2 separate regions of the Gossypium arboreum genome follow, and region 2 is linked to region 1. Evidence: chromatin contacts called from public Hi-C data. All regions are on one chromosome and are shown on one strand. The core of a region is the stretch at or near the end of the contact, and the rest is flanking DNA. Distances in the headings are between cores, read along the strand shown. Region 1 holds the start of LOC108452043 (UDP-glycosyltransferase 74G1-like). Region 2 holds the start of LOC108450647 (acyl-coenzyme A thioesterase 2, chloroplastic-like).

What was found. Hi-C and Micro-C count contacts between places; a contact is called where the count stands out from the background.
Region 2: a Hi-C map of leaf shows a contact between it and region 1, with 3 times the contacts expected there. The contact joins the promoter of LOC108450647 here to the promoter of LOC108452043 in region 1. A contact is called at or near these places in 2 of 5 Hi-C or Micro-C datasets (both in leaf).

What each region holds. Positions count from the first base shown.
Region 1 is chr7:6,114,707-6,119,795 of ASM2569848v2, reverse strand. LOC108452043 (UDP-glycosyltransferase 74G1-like) reads left to right here and starts at 1,808. Exons shown (of 2, transcript XM_017749778.2): 1 at 1,808-2,611; 2 at 3,731-4,582. The coding sequence starts at 1,961. The coding sequence ends at 4,453. It overlaps LOC108452026 (probably inactive leucine-rich repeat receptor-like protein kinase At5g48380), which reads right to left. Exons shown (of 3, transcript XM_017749759.2): 3 at 4,528-5,089. The coding sequence ends at 4,826.
Region 2 is chr7:6,293,374-6,298,804 of ASM2569848v2, reverse strand. It overlaps LOC108450647 (acyl-coenzyme A thioesterase 2, chloroplastic-like), which reads right to left and starts at 2,170. Exons shown (of 5, transcript XM_017748368.2): 1 at 1,526-2,170; 2 at 1,249-1,426; 3 at 1-200. The coding sequence starts at 1,915.

The DNA.
Region 1 (5,089 bases), core at 559-3,058:
CCCATGTCAAATCAGAAATTACTATAGCTGCTGGTCAAATCGCGGTGCAGGACCAAAATGTAATAATATAAAGTATTTAGGGACTTGTTATGGAATTGTTCCATTTAGAATGGCTACTGAAAAAAAAAAAAGGAGAAAGGGTGCCGCCTGACAGTGTGGCGGCACCAAACTTTAAATAGGGCTAATTGCCTTGTAAGCCCTCCTTATTTATTATTTTCTTTTTATTCCTCTTCAAATTACTATATTGTTTTTAAACAAGCCCTTAACCTATTTTTGTAGTTAAATAAGCCATTAACTTATGGTTTTTACTCATAAAAGCCCTTCATTTTAATATTAAAGTAAATATATTTTACCCAAAGTAAAGCTATTTAAAAATATAAACTAATTCACATTTTAGGTTGATGTGAATAGTTTATTAAATAAAAATAAAATTTTAAAATTTCTTGAGAGTGCTTATATACATGATATTCTTAACTACTCTTTCGAAAATTTTAATTACTTTTTGAGATTTTATGTTGATGTTAAAGTGTATATAATTTTATTGCATCAACAAAAATTTAAGATAAAAGCTTGAAATTCAAAATATATTTACTTTAACATTAAAATAAAGGGCTTTTATGAGTAAAAACTATAAGTTAAGGGCTTATTTAACTAAAAAATAGGTTAGGGGATTGTTTAAAAACAATATAGTGAGTTGAAGGGGGAATAAAAAGAAAATAATAAATAAGGAGGGCTTACAAGAAAATTAGCCCTATTTAAAGTTTGGTGCCGCCACTGTCAGGCGGCACCCTTTCCTTTTTTTTTTTTTTTCAGCAGCCATTATAAATGGAACAATTGCATAACAGGTCCCTAAATACTTTATATTATTATATTTTAGTCCTACGCCGTAATTTGACCGGCAGCTACAGTAATTTCTGATTTGACATGGGGTGGTCATGCCTCTGCCATAAGCGGCACCACCCCAAATATACCATTTTGGTACATAGTTTTTACTTTGTATTATTTTGATTATTTTTTTATTTTTTTGTCCTATTTTAGTAAAAAACTCGTATTATGTTCTTGCACGAAGAGCTAGTTTGGCAATGCTTTTAAAAAGTGCTTTTGGAAAGTGCTATGAAAAAGTGCTTTTGAGAAGTATTTTAAAAAATTTGGTTTAAAATTTGAGTGTTTAGCATTGCTGTCAAAAAGTACTTTTAAAAAATAAAATGTTCACTTTAAATATATTATTATCAAATAACAAATATACATTTAAATAATATTTAAATTAGTTAATATTATTATATTTTAGTAAGAATATAAAAATATTATTATAACTTCTTGTTAATATTAAATATATTTAAGTAATAAATATTAATTATTTGTAAAATTTAATTAGAATATATAAACTATATTTTAAATATTTAAATATAATTATTAAATATTTGTAATTAGTATTTTAAAAATATTTTTAAATATTTGTAATTAGTATTTTAAAATATTTTTTATTTTTAATTAATGATTTTAACACATTTGTAATTAAATACTAAGAAAAAAGGAAAAGTACTATGTTATTGAAGAGGTGAAAAGTAATTAAGACTAAAAGTACTTTTGTGGAAGAAAAGCTAAAAATTTTAATTTCTCTTTTTCAGAAGTACTTTTCAAAAATACTTCTAAAAAGTTAAAAATTTCAACTAAAAATAACTTGTTCTGCATAATTTTTTTTCCAAAAATATTTTTAGAGTAAAAAATATTTTTAAAAATCAATACAGAACTGTCCCGAAGGCTTCTTATTAGAAAATACAAATAGAAAGTATTTTTATATATATTCACACAGCATCACACAGCGAAGAAGACAAAAGAAGAAAATAATAATAACTGACAAGTGCCGAATACCAAGGCAAATCTTAATATTTTATAGCAGGGCAAGCAGTGAGTGGTGAAGGGATAAGCGAGCAATCTGATACTGAAACATTGAGATCTAATGGGGGACGAAAACAATCCCAAAAAGCCTCATGTTTTAATCTTCCCTTACCCAGCTCAGGGTCACATCAACCCCATACTCCAGTTCGCTAAACGCTTGCTATCCAAAGGCGTCAAAGCCGCCCTTGTTACCACTGTCTTCCTCTCCAACTCCTCTTTTTCCGACCCATCTTCCACCTCTATTGATATCCACACCATCTCCGACGGCTTCGACCAAGGAGGTTATGAACAGGCTGGTAGCTCCGACGCCTACCTGGCAACTTTCTGGTCCGTTGGCCCCAACAGTTTAGCAGCATTAATCAAAAAACTTAGTGAAATTCACCCTGTTGATGCCCTTGTCTATGATGGGTTCTTGCCTTGGGCACTCGATGTCGCAAAGCAGTTTGGGATACCCTCGGCGGTGTTTTTCACTCAATCTTGTGCCGTCAACAGCGTGTATTACCATGTAAGCAAGGGACTTCTTCAGTTGCCACTCCCAGAGCCTCATCTTTCTCTTCCAGGATTGCCCCCGCTTCAAGTTTCAGAGTTACCATCTTTTGTTGCTCTTTATGGATCGTATCCGGCTTGGTTTGATGTGGTTGTTAATCAGTTTTCCAACGTCGATGGAGCTGATTGGGTGTTTTTCAACATCTTTTACGATTTGGAGAAAGAGGTAAACTTTTACATGCTTTCTTTTTAAACACGGTTTTCGGATTGAATTAGTTTTATAGAAGAAGAGAGGAATCCTTGAAAATCTTAACTATTCTTATCATCATATCGCAGAATCTCATTGCTAGTACTCAAACAAGCATGAAACGAATGCTTGCATATTTTTCTATAGTTAAATCAAAAAATAAATTGATTGTTTCTATTAAAAATTTTATTAATTTTTACGTGATTAGCGAAATAATTAAATAGGTACACGAGATGTACCGTTTGTATCTTATGTTAGCATATATACTTGTTTATGAGTTAAGCCATCTTGCTCAACTAGAAAGTCCGTTAAAAAAGTGAGGGGAGTTTTCGCACACATAAATTTAAAAAATGGACTTGAACAAAAAAACAAGATCTGTTTTTTAAACAATGTAAGCCTTGGGTAAAATCTTTGGGCCTAGGCCTAGCTCGAATTTGTAAAAAAATTGATGCTGTTTTTTTTGCTATTTTGCTAACATTTCGCTATTATATTACTATTATTTTATTTTATTGGTTGAATATTGTATAACTTTTGTTTTATTATTAATTTTAAACTATTTTAGAGATATTTGTTGGCTAAATTGCTATTATATTAGTGTTATTTAAGTTTTTTTTTCATTTGTTGAGAAGTATTTATTTTAATGTTTTTATTTTATTTAATGTATTATAGTTTTTAAATTTATTTTGTATAAAAATAATATAAAAAATTTTAATACAAGCGAGCCGAGCCAGACTCGAGTTTTAGCACTTTTATCCGGGCTAAGTTTGAACAAAATTTTATGCCCATTTTTCAGCCAGGTCCGAACCTAGAAAATGGGCTTAATGTTCGTACTTGGCCTGACCTGGCCCATAAACAACTATACTGGCATATAAAGACCAGTTTTTAACCGTAAAAATAGTTGGAATTGTAAACATAAGGACCGGTTTCCTTTTTGATCTAATATAAAAAAAATTAATTTACTTATTTTTTGAGAAAATAAGCAAGATGCAATTCTACTCCGAGTACAAAGACCTCCATATTTCTTTTACCTACAGTGTTTACTATGATAGCTGTATAAGCAGGTCAATTAACTTTGGCCATATGAATTTGTTCCATCAGGTAGTGGACTGGATGTCAAGATTCTGGAACGTGATGACAGTAGGGCCAACGATTCCATCTATGTACTTAGACAAAAGAATCGAGAATGACAAAGACTACGGTATGAATCTCTTCAAGCCAAATGTTGATGCTTGCATGAGTTGGCTAGGTGGAAAGCCAAAGGACTCAGTGTTGTATATATCATTTGGAAGCTTTGCATCACTAGGAATTGAGCAAACGACAGAGCTGGCATGCGCATTGAAATCGAGCAACGTGTGCTTCTTGTGGGTCGTCAGGGAAACTGAGATGGCCAAACTGCCATACAATTTCATAGAAGAGACCTCAGAGAAGGGTTTGGTGGTGGCATGGTGCCCTCAATTGGAGGTGCTGTCAAATGAGGCAGTTGGTTGCTTTCTCACCCACTGTGGCTTTAATTCGACTCTAGAAGCACTGAGTCTCGGAGTTCCGATGCTGGCAATGCCCCAATGGACCGACCAACCCACTAATGCAAAGCATGTGGAGGATGTGTGGAGAATCGGAATAAAGGCTCACCCCAATGAGAAAGGGGTTGTGAGAAGAGAGACCATTGAGCGGTGCATAAAGGAATTACTAACGGAAGTTGGAGAAAAAGGCAAAGAGATTAGGAAGAATTCAATCAGGTGGAAGGACTTGGCTAAGAAGGGAATTGATGAAGGTGGAAATTCAGATAAAAACATTGACGAATTTATAGCTAAATTACTCTGAGACTAGTACGTAGGTTGCTTTTGTTTTGTATGGAATAAATTAGGGTCTAAAGGCAGATGCTGAGTAAGAGCAAATTTCTTGAAAATATCACATTTATGAATAATAAGAACAAGAATCCATAATTATAAATTGATCTTACTTTACAATGTAGCATTTCCTTGGTGTAACTAAGGGTGAAAGCCTAATTAAGGAGATAAGAATATCTTAGTAATGAATCTGAAGTGTTTCCTCCATGAAACTAATCAAGTATTCTACTATGAAACAAAAGACACAGACCTAATTAGAAAGTGCATGTAATCTCAACCCTTTATTAAACGTAAACAACAAGAAATACTCACCGTATCCCATATCTTTGCACTTATTCTTGTTGATTTATCGAGCAACTATAAGTTCCTCTAAATAACCGACATCATTGGTATCTGAAGGCATCGAAATTTCATCTTCGGTAGTGAAATTGTATTGTTCACCGATAGCTCTTAAGAGCTGGTATACTTCAAACATGGCAGGCCTCTCCTTGGGAGTTGGCAATACACAATTACAAGCAACTTTAAGAAATTGGAAAAGTTCATTATCAACACCGTTCCCAACCAAGGATGTGTCAATAGCATCATGAAGTTTCCCATCATCTGATAGCTG
Region 2 (5,431 bases), core at 921-3,420, 180 kb before region 1:
CCCATGTTCAAATTCTCTTCTATCTACTCTTTTTCTTTTTCTTAATTTGCTTCTAGCTTCAGCTTCTTCAAATAGAAACTTCTCACGTTCAGTTTCTGGTGAAAGCCTGTTAACAGGAGCAGCTTTCCCAGTCTTAGAGTCACGGGCCACGAAGATGAAGTTGGCTGTTAGAGCTACAGATTCCGAAACATCCGAGTTTTCTGCATGAAATAACATCATCTAATCAAAGTCTCAATCATGGCCAAACTTCAAGATAATGTCTATAATGAAAGACTTTCCACAGAATCAAACTGTTAGCAGCTCTGCAATTTGATGAACTACGAATTACTTCTCATTAACTCCGAATTGTGATCCGTGTCTAGGTTATGGAACCTCAGTGCCATTACCAAGACTATTAAAACATGTCATCGGAGAATAAACATTCAGCTAAGAATACTATCTTTGAGGGTAAGGAAACGTATCATTAAGTAACAATTTTCACCATCATAAGTTAGATTTGGTATCTTTAAAAAAAAAAGATGATACTTCAGAACTCAAAGAATCATAGTTGCATAAAATGTCACAGGCCAACATGCTTCTCCTTCTTAAAGGACAAAGTGTGAAATTGTGCAGACAATGTCTATTTTATAAGCATACTTGTTTGGTTTTCAATAAGAATATGCTTTCAGTCTTTTCCATTTCGGGGTGAGAAAAATGGGGGTAGGGTAGTTAAAAATCCATATCAAATAACGTAGATTTCCTGCTAAGAAAAAGACAACTTATAGGGAACATGGATTGATTAAGAGAAGAGGAATGAGTAAATATTGCAGGAAGCCTCAAGGAGAAATGAAAGAGGTTATATGTAAATAACCCTTACATAAATAACCTGCAAATAAGGCTTTAATTCTCGTCAATCGATATACGAGTTATGAAAAGGAATCTGTAAGGAATGTAGCATGATCAATAGAGTATATGAGAAGTGAAAACTAAAAATAGGTACACAAGTTCATGCTTTATCTTGGATTTTCATTAGCACTAAGATTAATTACATAGGACTCTGAGTTCCAATAGTTCTGCAACTATATATGTCTGAAGAATTAGCAAATGTGAAGAAACAACTGACATGGAATTTATGCATTCTTGATAGCTAATACTAAAGTAATGTCTCAACAGATTTGTACTAAAAACATATCTGCAAATACTCAAAGTCATATTTCATCTTAAATGCAAAATTACAGTGAGTTAATCATAAGTTTAAGATTAAAGCACCTTCCGTGGACTGAATGACTTCTAGTTGAATCTCAATTGATGACCTCCCAACCCATATGACAGAACCAACTATTTTGAGATCAATGTCAACACTAATAGGCTTCTTCAAAACAATCTTGTCAACAGAAGCTGTTACCAGTAAAAGAGGCCTTGTTGTGCTATCATCATCTGAACAATGCTAATTCACAAACAAACCACACAACTTCAGCCATTCAAAAGACAAAAAGATTGCTAATTTATAATCCCCAAACTGCAAAAAAGAAAAAAAAAAAGGTACCTTGACAGAGATAGTCCCAGCTAAAGCATCAAGGTCTTCAAGCAACTTCCCAATTCTAACTTCATTCCAGGGATCCCTGTACTGTTCTCTCAAAATGTAGTCTGATGATAAATTATAAAGGATGCTGGTCCTGCTTTGAGAAGGGGTTTTGGTGAGCAACTCGCTCTGAGGGGGGGCATCTTTTGGTGGGTCAAGGAGTCTCTCAAAGATCTGGGACTTGGCTTCCCATAAAGCATTGGTTACTGGTGAATGGTACATTCCTGGCCATAGGCTGATGGGCTTCCGGGTTGAGGTGGAGTCTGAGCCATTGACAGCGGCAGAAGTGTCAAAGGGAGATGCAAAAGTTGAAACCACGGGGATGGTGGTAGGAGATGAGCAATTAAACTCCATGGATATGTGATTTTCAAGGTGATCCTTGCAAATGGGTGGGCGAATATTGGGATTTCAGGTTTTGGGTTTGTTTTTGTTTGTGAAATTTGCTTCTTTAGGGGCCAATTTCCTCTCAGCAATCAGTCAAACCTTTAAACATCTGGTTGTAAGCATTTTACTATAATTTATGAGTTTTTTTAATTATAGTAAAATGAAAATTATACTCCATAAGAATTCATCACGTAATAAACATGAGGTTATATTATAATATTGTTTTAAATATTTATCATGTTTGATTTTTTTGTTTATGTTTGTAATTTATTTGCATAATTTACTATTATAATTAATTAAATAATTAAAAGAAATAAAAGCTCCACATGGATCACCTCTGCCCCAGCCCCTACCCTGCTTTATTTATTTGTTTTTTAATTATGGACAGTTGTGAGGAGTAAAGAGAGCTTTAACCTCTTTTTTTTAGTGTTTATATGTAAAAAAAAAAACTTTAAAAAGTATTTAAAAGATCAATTAAGTTGCAAGCATAGTACTAATAAAGTTCCATTTCCGAAATTATTTACGGAAATGAATCATTCAAAAAAATAATGATGGGTATGGATCGAAAATACTAAAATAAATTGATGTGGACGTATTTTCAGGGGATAACACAGAAAAGCGTATTATCGAGGATGCGTTTTTGCTGATGTAAAGCAAAAGTGCACTGACGTGGACGTGCTTTAGTAAAAAGAGCTGGCAGGACGGTTTTTCCCGGTGCTTGATTAGGGTTTTTGAGTTATTTACAAATTAGGGCTTAGGTTTAAGATTTTTGGGTTTGTTTAAGGTTTAAGAAAAAAAAATTAAAGTTTAGTTTAGGGTCTATAGTTTATGGTTAAATTTTTTAATTGCTAAGTATTGTTCTAGAAAAAATAAATTTGACAAGATAGGATTAGAGGTGTGCATGGGCCGAGCCACCCGGCCCGACCGAAATGTGGGAAGGTTTGGGTAAAAATATAGGCCCGAAAAATAGGTTTGGGCAAAAAAATAAGGCCCGTTTAAAAAACGGGTCGGGCCTTGGGTAAGGCATTTTTGGCCGGGCTCGGCCCGAATTCACTACATGACAAATTTTTTTAATATTATTTTCTCCCTATTTTGCTACTATTTTACTATTATATTGCTACTATTTTGTTGTTATTGTCTAGATATTATATAAAACTTATTTTATTGTTAATTTTTTATTATTGTAAAGACATTTGTTAATTTTGTTATTATTTTAGAAACATTTGCTTGTTAAGTTGCATCTATTTTAGTGTTATTTAAGTATACATATTTTTCAAAATTTATTTTTAATTTGTTGAGAAATATTTATTTGATGTTTTTAGTATTTTTGATGGTTTATATATTTTTTAAAATTATATAAAAAATAATATAAAAATTAATATGGGCGGGCCTGGTCGAGCTCGGGTTTTAACATTTTTATTCGGGTCAAGCTTGGGCAAAATTTTAAGCCTATTTTTTGGGCTGGGCCAGGCCCGGGCCTAGCAAATGGGCCTAAACTTTTAGTTGGGCCTGGCCCGCCCTGCCCATGCACACCTCTAGATAGGATATGAAAAAATAAATTTGATGTGATATGTTTTGAAAAAATTATTTTGATGAGATGGATATTGTTTTTTTTTAAAAAACACAGATGGATATTGTTTTTTTTTTAAAAAAAACACTCTAAGTAGGATGCACAGTCAATAATAGTACAAAAAAAGCTTTCAAGTGGACTTTTTTTTGTACTGATGATTCTGAAAAAATAATTTTGAGAAAATGGTTCTAAAAAAATATCTCGGGATTCCCGAGAAATATGATAGTTGGGGTTGAAAAACGCTCCAAGCAGGATGCACTGTCAGCAAAAGTACTGAAAAAGCTCCCAGCTAGATGCCCTTTTCAATAGTGCTGGTGACAATGCATCCCACTATCTCTTAGGCTATATATAATCCAAATTTCATTCTCTTGTTGCATAAGTTACAACAAGAGAAATTGAAGAAGTTGAGAAGGTATAATTTATCATGTTAACATTTATACGAATCATTATATTTTTGCATAATATTTTTTTTGTTTTGAATTTCTTTCAGACAAATAATTTGGTTGAAAATGAGTGGACGTATTAGTGTTGTTATTTACTACGACGGTCCGTGACACTGAGAATGATGTTTTTTTATCGAAGAACACAACACGATTGGTTTTTTAACCATAACATAAAATTGACAAAACTTCGTAAAAGAATTAGGTGCAAAATCTTCGAAACGACGCCAATGAGAGTTTTGTCTATTAAGTATTGATTTTGTGCTTCGGTTGATTCCGTGACATATGACTCATTTGATATCAAAGGTGTTCGTGACTTGGAGGCGATGGTGCAGATGCACTTCGCTAGTGAATCACCCTATCTTGAGTTATATGTGGAATTTTCAAGGCCAGATGCAGCACTTGTGACTTCAACATCTACTACTGTTCGAAAGGAATATACGACCTCTATCCAACACTCTATTAGTGGGAGGCAGACAACAGAATCATCTGTTTTTTGTGGCAGGACGGAATACACGAACCATGTACAACACTCCGTTAGTGGATGGGACATGCACCTTGGTAGGTCGATGTTCAATGCTAGAAATACTTACTGGGGAATGTCATCAACTTCTAGTGGTTGTCAATCCACATCTGATTGGGGACGGTCTAAAATGTACACTAGAAGTGTAACACCTCAAACCCGGGCTAGACGTTATGGCTGAATTTGGCGGCATCACATGAGAGTGTTTTTAGAAAATCTTAGCTAGTTAAAAGTCGTTCAGTTCATTGTTGTTACTTAAGTCGTGAAATCTCCAAACCGATTATTAGGTGAACACATTTCATTATCGCGGAAGCTAAAACATCATTAATTCATTAATCAATAACTTAATAGTTTAAAATCCCGAAATAAACTTAAAAATAGTTCAAGTTCAAATACATTTTAATCCCCAAAATAAATATTTAAAATAAAGTAGACAAATAGAATGTTACTTAAAAATCCGTAAATATCCAACAGTGGTCACCATTGAGCCATTCGTCGCACCGATCCATCTATTGCTGAGGATTACCTGACAAACAAATAAACAAAGGGGTGAGTTTTCGCAAACTCAGTGTATACATCCCCACAAACAGCATACATACAAACAGATAATAGAATACAAATAGTTCGACCTTAGCCATACAGGTATCGCATGCATAACAATTAGATATCAGATAATAGAATACAAATAGTTCGACCTTAGCCATACAGGTATCGCATGCATAACAATTAGATATCAGAAAACATGCCCACCAACCCTGCACACCATCTCCGACCAACCCAACACACTATGTGGGGATAGAATCGACCCACCTAACCCTACACACCAAGTATGAGGATATAATCAACCCATCCAGCCCTACATACCAAAAGGTACCGTAAAACAGTACATAATAGATATATGCAGCGTAGCTGCCAGATAACAGGCTAATCGCCTCTCAAACTTCCTTCTCTTC